Regions from separate parts of the Anas platyrhynchos genome. Here region 1 is linked to region 2. A link is a contact called in public Hi-C data. All regions are on one chromosome and are shown on one strand. The core of a region is the stretch at or near the end of the contact, and the rest is flanking DNA. Distances in the headings are between cores, read along the strand shown.

Region 1 (5,731 bases), core at 2,675-5,174, 160 kb after region 2:
TATTGTCATCGACTCCTTCAGTTTCTTCACCTGCTGGCTGGTTGTCAGGGTTTGACTTTGATTTGCGAAAACAAATGAATAACTTAAAAAAAAAAAAAAAAAAAAGCTTCTCCTACTCTTTTATCCCATTTCTTCTATTCCTCAACAAAAGCCTAAACCTAAACCTCTGAGGAGTCTTAAGTATTCAAGGTAGTGGAGTGTATTCAGGTGTGAGTGCCCTGAAATTTCAGTTAATTCCCTTCCCTGATTTTTAAATTGAACTGTTTGTTTTCAATGCCAGCTGCCTTCTTGCGGTGTTAACATAATTGCTAAATAAAAGCAATTTCCAGGAATAATATGCCTTGTGACTCTTGAAATTAATTTCCATAATGGTAATTCGCTGTTTTGTTTATATCTGTATTTGTCCCTTTTTGTATGCAGTCCCTGTGAATACGTAAGCTTATTTTTTTTAAATGAGCTAAAATAAATTGCTTTTTTTTGGTAAGTGGGGAAAAAAACATTGGTATGAGCATAACAAGGAAATAAGGATTTCTGCAACTTTCTCTAGATGTGATGGTTTGCCAGTGGGCTCACAGGCGGCTTTGTAATGGGAAGGCATAAAAGTTGGAGGCTTTAAGTTTGCTCAGTTCCTGTAAGGCAAGACAGTAGGACCAAACCTCTTCCTAAAGATACCGTCTCCCTTGTTGCTTTTTTTCCTCTTTCTTCCCATTATGCAGTTCAAGATGCTGCGGTCTCATCACTCTATATCAGGGAGCGTGTATTCCTCCCTGTAAAACTTCACTTTGCAGCGACTGCGGCTTTTGCTGCTGTGAAATGGTCTTTGTGAGGTTTCTGGAGCACTTGTGGTTACCGCCTTTCTCTCCCTTTCAAGGTAGTGCTGCATGGATGCATATTTTTAGGAGGAACTTAAGAAATCTCTTTCATGTGAAAGTAAGGCAGACAGAAGTTTGACAGCGATGTCTGAGTTGTCTCAGCCTGATTCCTTTTTTCCTTTTAAAAATTTAACCCAGTGAAATCTCATGTCAGAATACAGGCTCAAGATGAGGAAACAACAGCAGGAAGGAGTTCACAAGAACCCCAATTACATCAGTGTTTAAAACTATATAAAACTATGCAGTATGAACACAGTTGGTGGAATATTTGCCTTAAATGCTGTGTTAAAACTCTGCAAAGGCAGGGCCTGGCCTTTGAACCAAGTTTAAATTTGCCACCTCTGATGAAGTGAGAAGCAGAAGGGAGGAAGGCCGAAGCTGGACGCCAACCCCCTTGCTCCATGAGGGCTGTCGCTGCTCTTTCTGGAGAAGCGGCCCAGCCTCTTGGTCTGGTTCATAAATCTCTGTGTAGGAACGGAGCTGTGTGGGCCACGGGGCAAGCTGAGCATGTGGACCGGGCAAAGAAAGGATCCTTTGGCTCAGTTGGCAGCCAAATCCTCTGCTCTGCTGTGGTGATAGAGGCCACCGTGGGCCCAGTGCCCTGAAGGCGCTTAGGGCCAGCTGTAGACACCTTAGGCCCACGTCCCTCAAACAGCGTGATTAGTTGGGGCCCCTCACTGCAGGAAGGACAGGGAGTTGATCGAGAATGTGCGGAGAAGAGTGAGGAAGCTGGTAAAAAGGCTGGAAAATGAGTTATGAGGAGACGTTGAGGGAACTGGGGCTGTTTGGAGAGAAGGAGGCTGAGGGGAGGCCTCCTTGTTCACTACAGCTACCTCAAAGGAGGCTGCGGTGAGGGGCTGTTTGTCCCTTTTCTCAAGTGATGACATGTGAGAAAATGGCCTTGTGTTGTGCCAGAGGAGGTTTAGGCTGGGCATTGGGAAACATTTCTTCATGGAGAGGGTGGTCGGGCACCTCATGGGCTGCCCAGGGAGGTGGTGGAGTCCCCATCCCTGGCGGTTTTGAAGAGACGTGAGGTCATGGCATGGAGGGACAAGTCTTGGCATTCAGCAGTACCAACATTAATCAATGGCTGGGCTTGGTGATCATGAAGGTCTTTTCCAGCCTGGATGGTTCTCTGATTCTCCCTGTGTTGAACCTTGCTCTGATAGAGAGGTTTCTTCAGCAGCAAGATGCCATTTGTCCCTCATCAAGAGTGGTTTTGCCTAGGTCCTTCTGTGCCCTGCTAAGGGAAGATGCAGGAGGCAGTGGCAGCTGCTGAAAGCCTGCACCATGCAGCTGCACAGCCAGCTGGGTTAGCCATGAGAGGAGCTGGCCTCAGCCTCCAGGGCAGTTCGGGATTTGGGCCAAACTGCCTGTCAACTTAAGACCACAAATCCAGCTCAGCAGCCTGGTGAAAGCAATGAGCAGCATCTGGCTGACCTCAGGGCTGTGGTGCGTCCCCTCTGCTCTTTATTTCTCTGCTTAAATAGGAAGAGAGGAGCCAGGGAAGGGACTGCTTATGTCCATGCCAAAAGTCGTGCCAGCCCCTACAGCCCTCATAGGATAGGGCAGGTAATGCAGTGTAGGCACCTAAAGCCTAATAATGGTAATAATTGAGTCCCAGGGAAAGCAGCAAAGCCTCAAGGAGGGCAGGCTTTGGGCCTGGCTTTTCCCTGCTCTGACCTTAGGCAGGAGGCTTTTAATTTCCCCTTCCCTATCTAAGGAATGGGAATCACAGGACTGCCCAGCCCTGCCCTGCCTGCAGGTCTGAAACAATGATTTAAGTGTTTTCTGACAGAAAATGAAGCTTCGTTACTTTCATCTTGCAAGCAGCAGAAAATCTATCTATCTATCATTTTGTATATCCTTATTTAACATGCTTATTTCCCCGGAGCCTGCTGATTTCGAGGGGGGGATACTCCCTGCGGGCAGTCTTCGCTACCTTCTCACCAGGCCCCACCCGTGCCTTCCTGCCATGCTCCTGGGGGATCTGAGTGCACGTAATGGAGAGTGTCCAGACAGCCAGGAGCCTCCAGAGCAGGGAACAGCAAGTGTTATGGGCAGTCCCTATCCTGCAAGGCAGAAATCTTTCCTCCCTTGCACACATGTGGGCCAGATGTCCTGCCTCGCCTGTGCTGCGAGAGAACAAGGTGGGAGGCTCCTGAGGTGAGGCTGCCCACAGCAGATGTAAAAAGGGCTCGGCCATGCCCAGAGCAGGAGACCTGATCCCGAGGAAGATAGAGGGAGCTGGATGAACTTGGCTGTGTCCCTGCTGTCTGTGTGAGGTTCAATGCTGCTGCCATGGGATCCCTGTGTGTCCCCCCAGGGTGGCATCACTGCAGGCCAAGCATGGGATTTCCAGCACGTGGAAGTGCGGTAGTATCCCAACCTTGTTGGTTTTATTTGGGCAGAGTTTGCAGGCTGAAAAGGAGGAGATTCATATAATAATAATAATAATAATAGTAAATCGTAGCCTGGCAGTTAAGAGGTGGTATCCGTAGCCTCCCTGGGCGCCTGTTTCTGTTAAGGCAGAGGAGCAGCTGGCTTTTCCTCATCCCCTCCTTTCCTCATTCCCTCTTCCAGTTTCCAAGGAAGGTAAATTTTTGTTGGTGCTCACAAATGCAAAGCTCCCCCGTTAGATTGCTTAAGTACAAAATCCCTCTGATTTGGTTAAAGTTTCCCCCACTGAAAAAACTTCAGTTTGCTCTGAGTAAATTCTGCAGACAAACATCGTTCTTCCTTCGCTGTTTCCAAAGAGAAGTTTTGGGAATTTTCTGTTCTGTGGAAGTTCCTGGCATGTTAAACTCCATCTAGAACAACCAACTGAATTAAAATACTGAGAGCATCTGTAAGACACCATTTCCAGAGGGATTTAGATGTTCGAGTAAATGATTCCCCCTTGGCTCTGCTTGCTGGAATTACCATGTGTGCCAGCAAATGCCAGAAATTTCCTCAAAAGCCTGAAGTCTTTTCAAGTGATTCACCACAACAAGCGGGCTGGGAGCAGAACCCAGACATTGTCTGCAGAGTTGAAAGACTTGGCATGTTTCGGATTCAAGGCCTGCAATTAATCAGTGCAGAGCCTGCTACAAACTAGGTCTCCGGCCCCTAATCTCAGCAAGCGTAAATCCATGCCTGGGTGTGGATGATGATGGTGAAGCTGCTGTCACAGCATCTCCCCAAGCCTGGCTTTTTTTTTTTTTTTAAGGGAAGTTTTTGGAAACAAAGGGGGAGATTTGGGCAGGACTTGGCAGTGTGGCTGCCTTTGGCCTGGGAGGAGGTGGACCCATTGGTGACACCAGGTGTAGGGCAGCACTGACGGCATCCTTCCACTGACAATTTTTGCTGGGGGGAAGAATAATTAAAAAAATAAATAAATAAACCTTGGATTTGGAGTAAAAAATCTCTTAGCAATGTGAAAGCGGAGCAGCTGATGGCTGCCATAGTCCTAGGTTGGCTTTGGCACCCTATGGGGCTGGGGTTTCCTGCAGAGTGCCAGGCAGCAACCAGGGGGAGATTTAGAGCCCTGGGCTCTTGGAGGCTGCTCGTTCCAGAGGGACACGATGGGGCTCCATGCTGCTGTATAACGGGGGCAATGTCACAGAAAATGTTGAGGCTTAAGTGTTTTTTACTTTGTTTGTTCTTTACTAAAATCATTTTTTGCTTCATTTTTCTTCCCCTTGACCTTGTAGGGTTATGGATGCACGCTGAGCTGCCTCCTGCCTTCCTTGTCAGCTGTCCTGAGCTCCTGCCTGGAAAAAGGCCAAAGCAACGTCACCCCAAAGCAAAGGCTCTGTATATTTCTGCTTTCCCCAAAATCAACCTGTGTGCTGTCTTTGTGGCTGTATCATTCTCCTTTTATTCCCATTCGGGTTCACTGACAGATTCAAGACCCTCCATCCCATAAACTTAAGCAGGATGAGATCCTTATGAGCCTTTCTGCATGCTATTTTCTCTGGCCTTAAAACCATTTCTGTGCTCTTCCTTGCTTTTCCAATTCTCTACCTGGTCTATGTGTGCTGTTTGCTGCTGTGCTGCTCCTTGGGGCACAGGCGTAGGACCCTCTGTGGGTTACTGCATGCTGCAGTTAGTAACCTGAGCACTATCTCATTAAGAATGAGAGCACGTTTAATGCTTATTTCCTACAAAACCACCCCGTGCAACCAGATGCTTTTGCATCTCTTTGTTCCCCAGGAGCTGAATCCTGCAGAGATGCAGGCGATTTTCTGCCCAGGACGGGTGGGGGCAGCCCAGGTCAGCCCCCCTGTTGGGTCTGATCCTGGTCCCACCCCAATCCATTTTTCCACATTTCCAGAGCTGCCCCGACACCTGCGATCAGCTGGACATTAGCAGCACTGCACTGGCTGCTTCTCAGCTCCAGTTTTCTCTTCCCTTAGCCCCAGTAATAAATGCCCTTTTCACCCAATCTATCGTAACACGAGTGCTCTCCACCCAGCTGTTTGCTTTTACGCATTTTCCTCTGCATCTTTCATCTCTCTTGACCAGAGGGTTTTTTTCCCAGTGATTTTGGCAGGAGGAAAAGCTCAGCAGGGTGGGGAGTACTGCAAAGGGCTGGGTGGGCACCGCTGCATGAGGCTGTGCTTAAATTCCCCCCACAGGAGCAGGAACCAGAGCGGTTTCTTCCCTCTGCATGGGGCAGGATGCGGCCGTGGGAAATGAGGCTTCACCTCATCTCTGCATCCAGCACCTGGCAGCAGCTCTGACTGACTTAGCCAGCCTAAAAATGCATTTTTCTGGGATTTTACCTGTTGGTTTGCGGACGTATCCTGAGGCTGCAGAAGCCGAATCATCGTTTGCTTTTCTAGCAAATCCCCATGCCCATCCCGTGGAGCACTGAG
Region 2 (5,262 bases), core at 614-3,113:
GGAAGCAGAGGAAGAAAGCAAAACAAGGTTTGCTCTGACCAAACTGTCAAGCAAGGGGGAGGTTTTCCCGTAGTGCTTTGAGATGTGATTCCACAAGGTTAGTTTGTGTTCATCTAAAACAATGGCTGGATGAGAAATTCGGCTGTGTAGCTCAGCAAGGCAGGGGGACAAAAAAAGGGGGAAGCAGATGCACTGCAAGGAAATGGGGCTGGGTTCTTGCAGGGCTGGAGGGGGAGAGCTGTTGCTGGGGTAGGCTGGCTGTCTAATAGGACAGGGACAGATGATCACAAGCTCTGCAGGAAGTGAAGACAAAGGAGATCTGCTGTGATAGCATTGAAAACACTTTGCTCAGGACAGTTATGCTGGATGTTGACATATGAAGCGAGCAGTGCTGATGTCCCTGGTTCAGGGTGTGCTGTGTGTAAATGAAGATCTGCAATCCGGCTTCTAGAGACCTGCCTGTGCTGCTGCTCTCACGTGGGAAAAAAAAAAAGTGCAATTTTTTACCTAATAACTTGACACGAGACTATTAGAGCTTCCCCACAGAATTGCTTTTAAAATGCAGGCAGGCTGACACTCAGCGCACTGATTGTAAGGAGACATGTCAATCTTGGCAAATGTGTTGGTCCCCTGAGCAAATTTGGCATAAAACACATTTCCTACTGAACAATGATTTCCTGTCTCTAGCATTGCTCCTAGAGAGTTGAGGGTTCGCTTCTCAGCCTTTGCTAATTGTTCTCTCCCTTGTTCTTTTTCTCTTTTCCCACCCTACAGGCCCAGGAGTCCTTGGCGTCTCTTGAGAGAGAAATTGGCAAAGTGGTTGGGGATGCCAACGTTATTGAAAACAGCGACGTTCGCACAGACTCGGTGAGTGTTTCTCTTGAGACCGTACTCAGGGGCAGCACAAATTTCCTGCTAAGAGTGAGCTTTGGGAAGTCACGTCTTGCTTAGAAATGTGCTGCTGATGGGAAGATTGAGGCTTGATGAAGTTTTCTGTCCTGGAGCTGTATCCCAGGGATGCTGACCTTGTTCTAAGCACCAGGAGTTTTGCTGTCATCTGGATTGTGACTTCCTGCCATGGCTCAAATTTGCAAGGAGGAGGGGGAGAGGTTCTGGACATGAGATCTGCACTGCCAAGGGTTGTTGGTTTGGTTTGGGCAAAAGTGGGAAGAGTTCAGGGAAGATACCCAGACTCCTTCCTTCAAGAAAGGAGGCTAAAAATAAATCTGATTACTAACTAAGCTAAAAATTTTAACTGATGGGTTGGCATGTGTAAAGGGGTTGTAGGATCTGGAACTGCGGGAACTCTGTCTACGGTGGTTTCTTCCTCATGCTAGTGGGTAACCACCTGTCCGTGTGGGTTACTCCCAGAGTGCTGGCCCTAAAAAGACACCACCTGTACGAGCGGCTGAGTCCTGGCTTTGTAGCAGGGCTTCCCCATCCCTGGAAACAAGAGCTTTCACGTCAGCTTCAGCACAGCTTTGCAGAAGGCAGCTGGGGAGGCTGAAGCAGATGTCTTCCCAGCACATTTTGCACAGCTAAGTGGTGTCAATGGAACTCATTACCCGTTTCCTTCTGATGGATCGAGTGGAAGGAAACGCTGTCATTTGAGGGGGGAGACGAGTGCTTGCTGGTAGGACAAATAATTTATATCGACTGCTTTAGCCACTGAAAATAAGTAGTTTCATCAGCTGGAAGAGGAAGCCAGGAGTCCTCTAAGGAGCACTGTAGAAAAGCCTTTGCCTTTGTAGTCGTTAGCAGAAATGAAATGTCTTTCCCAGAGCGATCAGTCATGGATGCTGATCGACCTCTGTGTTGTGGGCTGACCACAGCAGAGCCAGAGACGCAGCTGGGCTTGCGAAACCGCTCACGGCCCAGCCCTGTGAGCTGGTTTCCTGGAAGGGAGGTGAGGTATTTGTGGCCAGCAGAAGGCCAGACGGTGCCAGGTGGGTGCTCTGGGTCTGGCTGCAGCAGGACGGAGAGGAGTTTGTCACCTCCTCACGTCGGTGACAAACTGCTTGCCCTCTGCTCTGCCTTCCTGGTGGCCTGCCTTTGGGACTGGTGCTACGGATGGATGGAGGTGCTAAAAAGGCAGGTGCAAGGTTTGGGGCAGGGTAATAATACAACCAACCATGGTGGAAATCCCTTGTCCTGCCCATTTTCCCTCTTCGTGGAGCTCTCCCAGCTCAGTGCAACCTCTTTGGATGCTCACCCACCGTAAACAAGCAGCGAGCACATCTCAAAGCTCCTCAAACATCCCTGGGCTGTCCCCCAACAACTGCCACAGCTGGAAATAAACCGCCAGGAGCGTGGTGGTACAGCCTCAGCCACGGCATTTCACAGCTGGAGGTGCTGGCAGACCCTCAGCTAGGTGCTGTTAGATCTGCCCTTCTGTGGCTGGAGCTGGTTTTAATCCCTTGAGCCTTGCACAACCCCTCTGGTTCGTGGATTGCTCCCCTATAGCAGCGTGGGAGCCCCATCCAGGCTCCCTCCAGAATATCTATTGCTTTATTCTGGGAAATGTGGAAAAAACACTCCTAATAAACCTATAATTAAGCCTTCATTAGTAGAAATCTTAATTGTCTAAACAGGTAGCCATCGGCAGAGGCTGAAATTAGAACATTCTCTCCTTCTCTAAACCCATTTTGCTGCTTTTTTTTTTATATAAAAAAAAGAAAGCTGTCTCCCCGGAAGCCTAAAAACCTAGCTTAAAATAGCTCGCCGATTAAAAAAGAAAGTCTTCCAGCCACTTCCACCTAGCAACAGTGCCTTTTTTTTCCTCCTGAAGGACCTGAAAACACATGCTTGCAAACGAGCATATTAGTTCCTTCTGGGGACTAGACCCAGCCCCCAAAATTCAGAAATGATGCTTGCGTAAACCCTCAGACACTCGGTGTTTTCTTTAGATTCCTTTTCTTTCTATTTAAAAATAGAGCATTTGGGTTTTCTAATCAGCCTCCTTGTCACTTGTGGGACTGGATGATGACTAAAGGCTGCCTTTCAGTGTGCTGTAAGGAGGTCGTTTATATTCAGCAGCTCTCCTCGGTGGCGAACTTATTTTGAGGATTATGTGCCATCTAACGTGCTTTCTTCCCCAAATCTGTGTGAAACACCCCATCCTTGGAAATGGGAGGTGCTGTACATGGAGAGCATGGCAGGGCTGAATCTGTCAGCTCGATGCCTGGCAGAAGGGACATGGGAATTGCAGAGGACCCCAGGAGATCTTCCAGACCCCAGGAGATCTTCCAGACCTCTGCTTATCCAGGGGATTTGGGGCAGTGCGTGCAAACATCAGGCGGCTTAACCAGAGAGGGCAAATGATGCTTCAGCACTGGCCCCATAAGGCAGCCTCACAGCCCTGGGTTAGCAGAAGCTGCTGTGTGTGTGTTTTTGGCCTAAATTCATCCATTGCTGGTCAGGATCGGATCCCAGGAGGGCTGGGGATGTGCCTGTAACTCACGGGTAAACACCGAGCAGTATTAGCAGAGCCACAAAATAGAGGGGAGAAGAGGAAGGAGCGAGGAAAGGAGAGGAGGGGAGGGCTGAGGGTGAACGGAAAGGCTCCTTCATCGCTTCTGCTCGTGCTGGTTCCTCTAACACACACACAGCCCTATTGCCAGCACCATCGGCCAGTGCCATGACTCAGTCATTTGCTGCGATGCTAATTGCGTTTGCCTCTCCGCTTCCATCAACCTGTAGGAGGCCGTTAAGCAAATTCTCAGCCTTAACAGCCCTGATTTCCTACCTTAATAAGGGTGAGATGGGTTAAAGCTACTCTGATACAGATTCCCAATGATTTTTAGGGCAGAAAAATGATTTTTTTAGGGCAGTGGCGTGCGAGTGAGAGCTTGGCAATGCATCGCTCTGCTCTGCCTGAGCCCGCAGCGGTCTCCGTAATGGGGCAGGTGCTTGGGTTTGATTTACTGCCCTGTGCCTTGCAGCAGCTCTGCAAAAGTGGGAGCTGGGGAAGTGGCTCTCCGTGAACTCCCTCTAATTTCCCTTAAACCCCAGGGAGAGATTGGCACCGGCGTTTGCATCGGTCTCCTTCTGGCAGGCTGCTCTCAGCTGGTGCTGAGCGCTTGCAGAAATGTCTGTGCTCACACGGAGAGCTGGGCGCTTCTGCATCGCTGGCACCGAGGCAGATCTGCTGATCTGTGGCTGCTGGATTGCAGAGGGAAGCTCTCCTGCAGGTGTATGTGAACGTGGAGCCCTTTGTGTGGCTCTGGAGGAGGTAATCAATGAGGGTAATAAAGCGGGGATTAGATCAGCGTTAGCGCAGCAAGAGTGGCTTTGGGGAGAAGGGCAGGCAGGAAGGGAAGTCTGTTTAGAGTTGTACCTCCCTATTAATATTAAACTGATGAGCTCCTTGTTTTTAAAGGAAAAAAAAAAGCAAGCTTGGTGTCTTCATTTCAGGAAACCAGGCTTCTAGCTCTGGGCAGCCCTTTTTTTGTGTCTCCATGCTGACTGGTGCCTACACTGCTCTGCCAGGTCCTTCTCCAAGCCTGGGTGCCCCTGGCAAGCAGGAATCTGCTGGGGGCTTGGAGCAGAGCAGGAACCCGTGGGAGGCCAAGGGGCAGAGCCAGTGTCCAAGGTCTGAGCCTGAACGGGAGCGCTGGTGCTGCAGTGTGGGCAGGGGAAGCTGTCAGCACTCACAGCTGGAGCTGCCTGGTGCTCGGTTATTACGTCCTGCTGAGGACAGGATCCCACAGAGGGCAGTAGACCTACAGATGAAAGATTTCAGTGGCTCCTTCGGCTCCTTGAAAAGGGCACAGGACAAAAAAAAAAAATATCAAAATGCAGGGACACCAGCCAGCTGTGGTTCCTGCTGACTTCAGCCAGTGATACACGTGCGCCAGCCTGCTGAAATAACCACTGTCCACCTCTCCCCTGAGCTGCCTGCCTGCTCTCCCTGTCCAAACCAAACCTTTGGTGGTCCTACAGCCACGCTGGTACAGCTGTGGGCTCCAACCATCCTCCCTATGGGGCCACCACCGCCGTTCTCAGCCACCTGCCTGATAACCCACGCGCTCTCCTCAGCCTGGGGTTTGGAGCACGGCTTGCAGGGACGCGTGGTGGTCACTTGGCATGGATTTGAGGCTGGGTGAGCTGTGGTTAGGAGCACAATTCCTGGAAGCAGTGAGTCAGTGCAGCCCTAGGTAGGGTGGGAGCCGGGGATCAGTGATGCTCTTACCGGTGTGTGCGGTGTGCAGGTAATCCCTTGGATTGGGAAATGGCTTCTTGCCTGTGAACAATGTTCTCTTT

What was found. Hi-C and Micro-C count contacts between places; a contact is called where the count stands out from the background.
Region 1: a Hi-C map of liver shows a contact between it and region 2, with 3 times the contacts expected there. The contact joins two enhancer-like sites. A contact is called at or near these places in 5 of 8 Hi-C or Micro-C datasets (F1 follicle, liver, skeletal muscle and 1 more).

What each region holds. Positions count from the first base shown.
Region 1 is chr5:4,586,002-4,591,732 of IASCAAS_PekinDuck_T2T, forward strand. No RefSeq gene overlaps it. Among named protein-coding and RNA genes, the nearest start is that of TMEM260, 39 kb to the right of the region's middle. Within about 2 kb of position 3,925, at least 2 of the 8 cell types and tissues checked have an H3K27ac peak or open chromatin away from gene starts, as enhancers often do.
Region 2 is chr5:4,430,973-4,436,234 of IASCAAS_PekinDuck_T2T, forward strand. KTN1 (kinectin 1) reads left to right here. Exons shown (of 42, transcript XM_072038126.1): 40 at 775-867. Among named protein-coding and RNA genes, the nearest start is that of KTN1, 68 kb to the left of the region's middle. Within about 2 kb of position 1,864, at least 3 of the 8 cell types and tissues checked have an H3K27ac peak or open chromatin away from gene starts, as enhancers often do.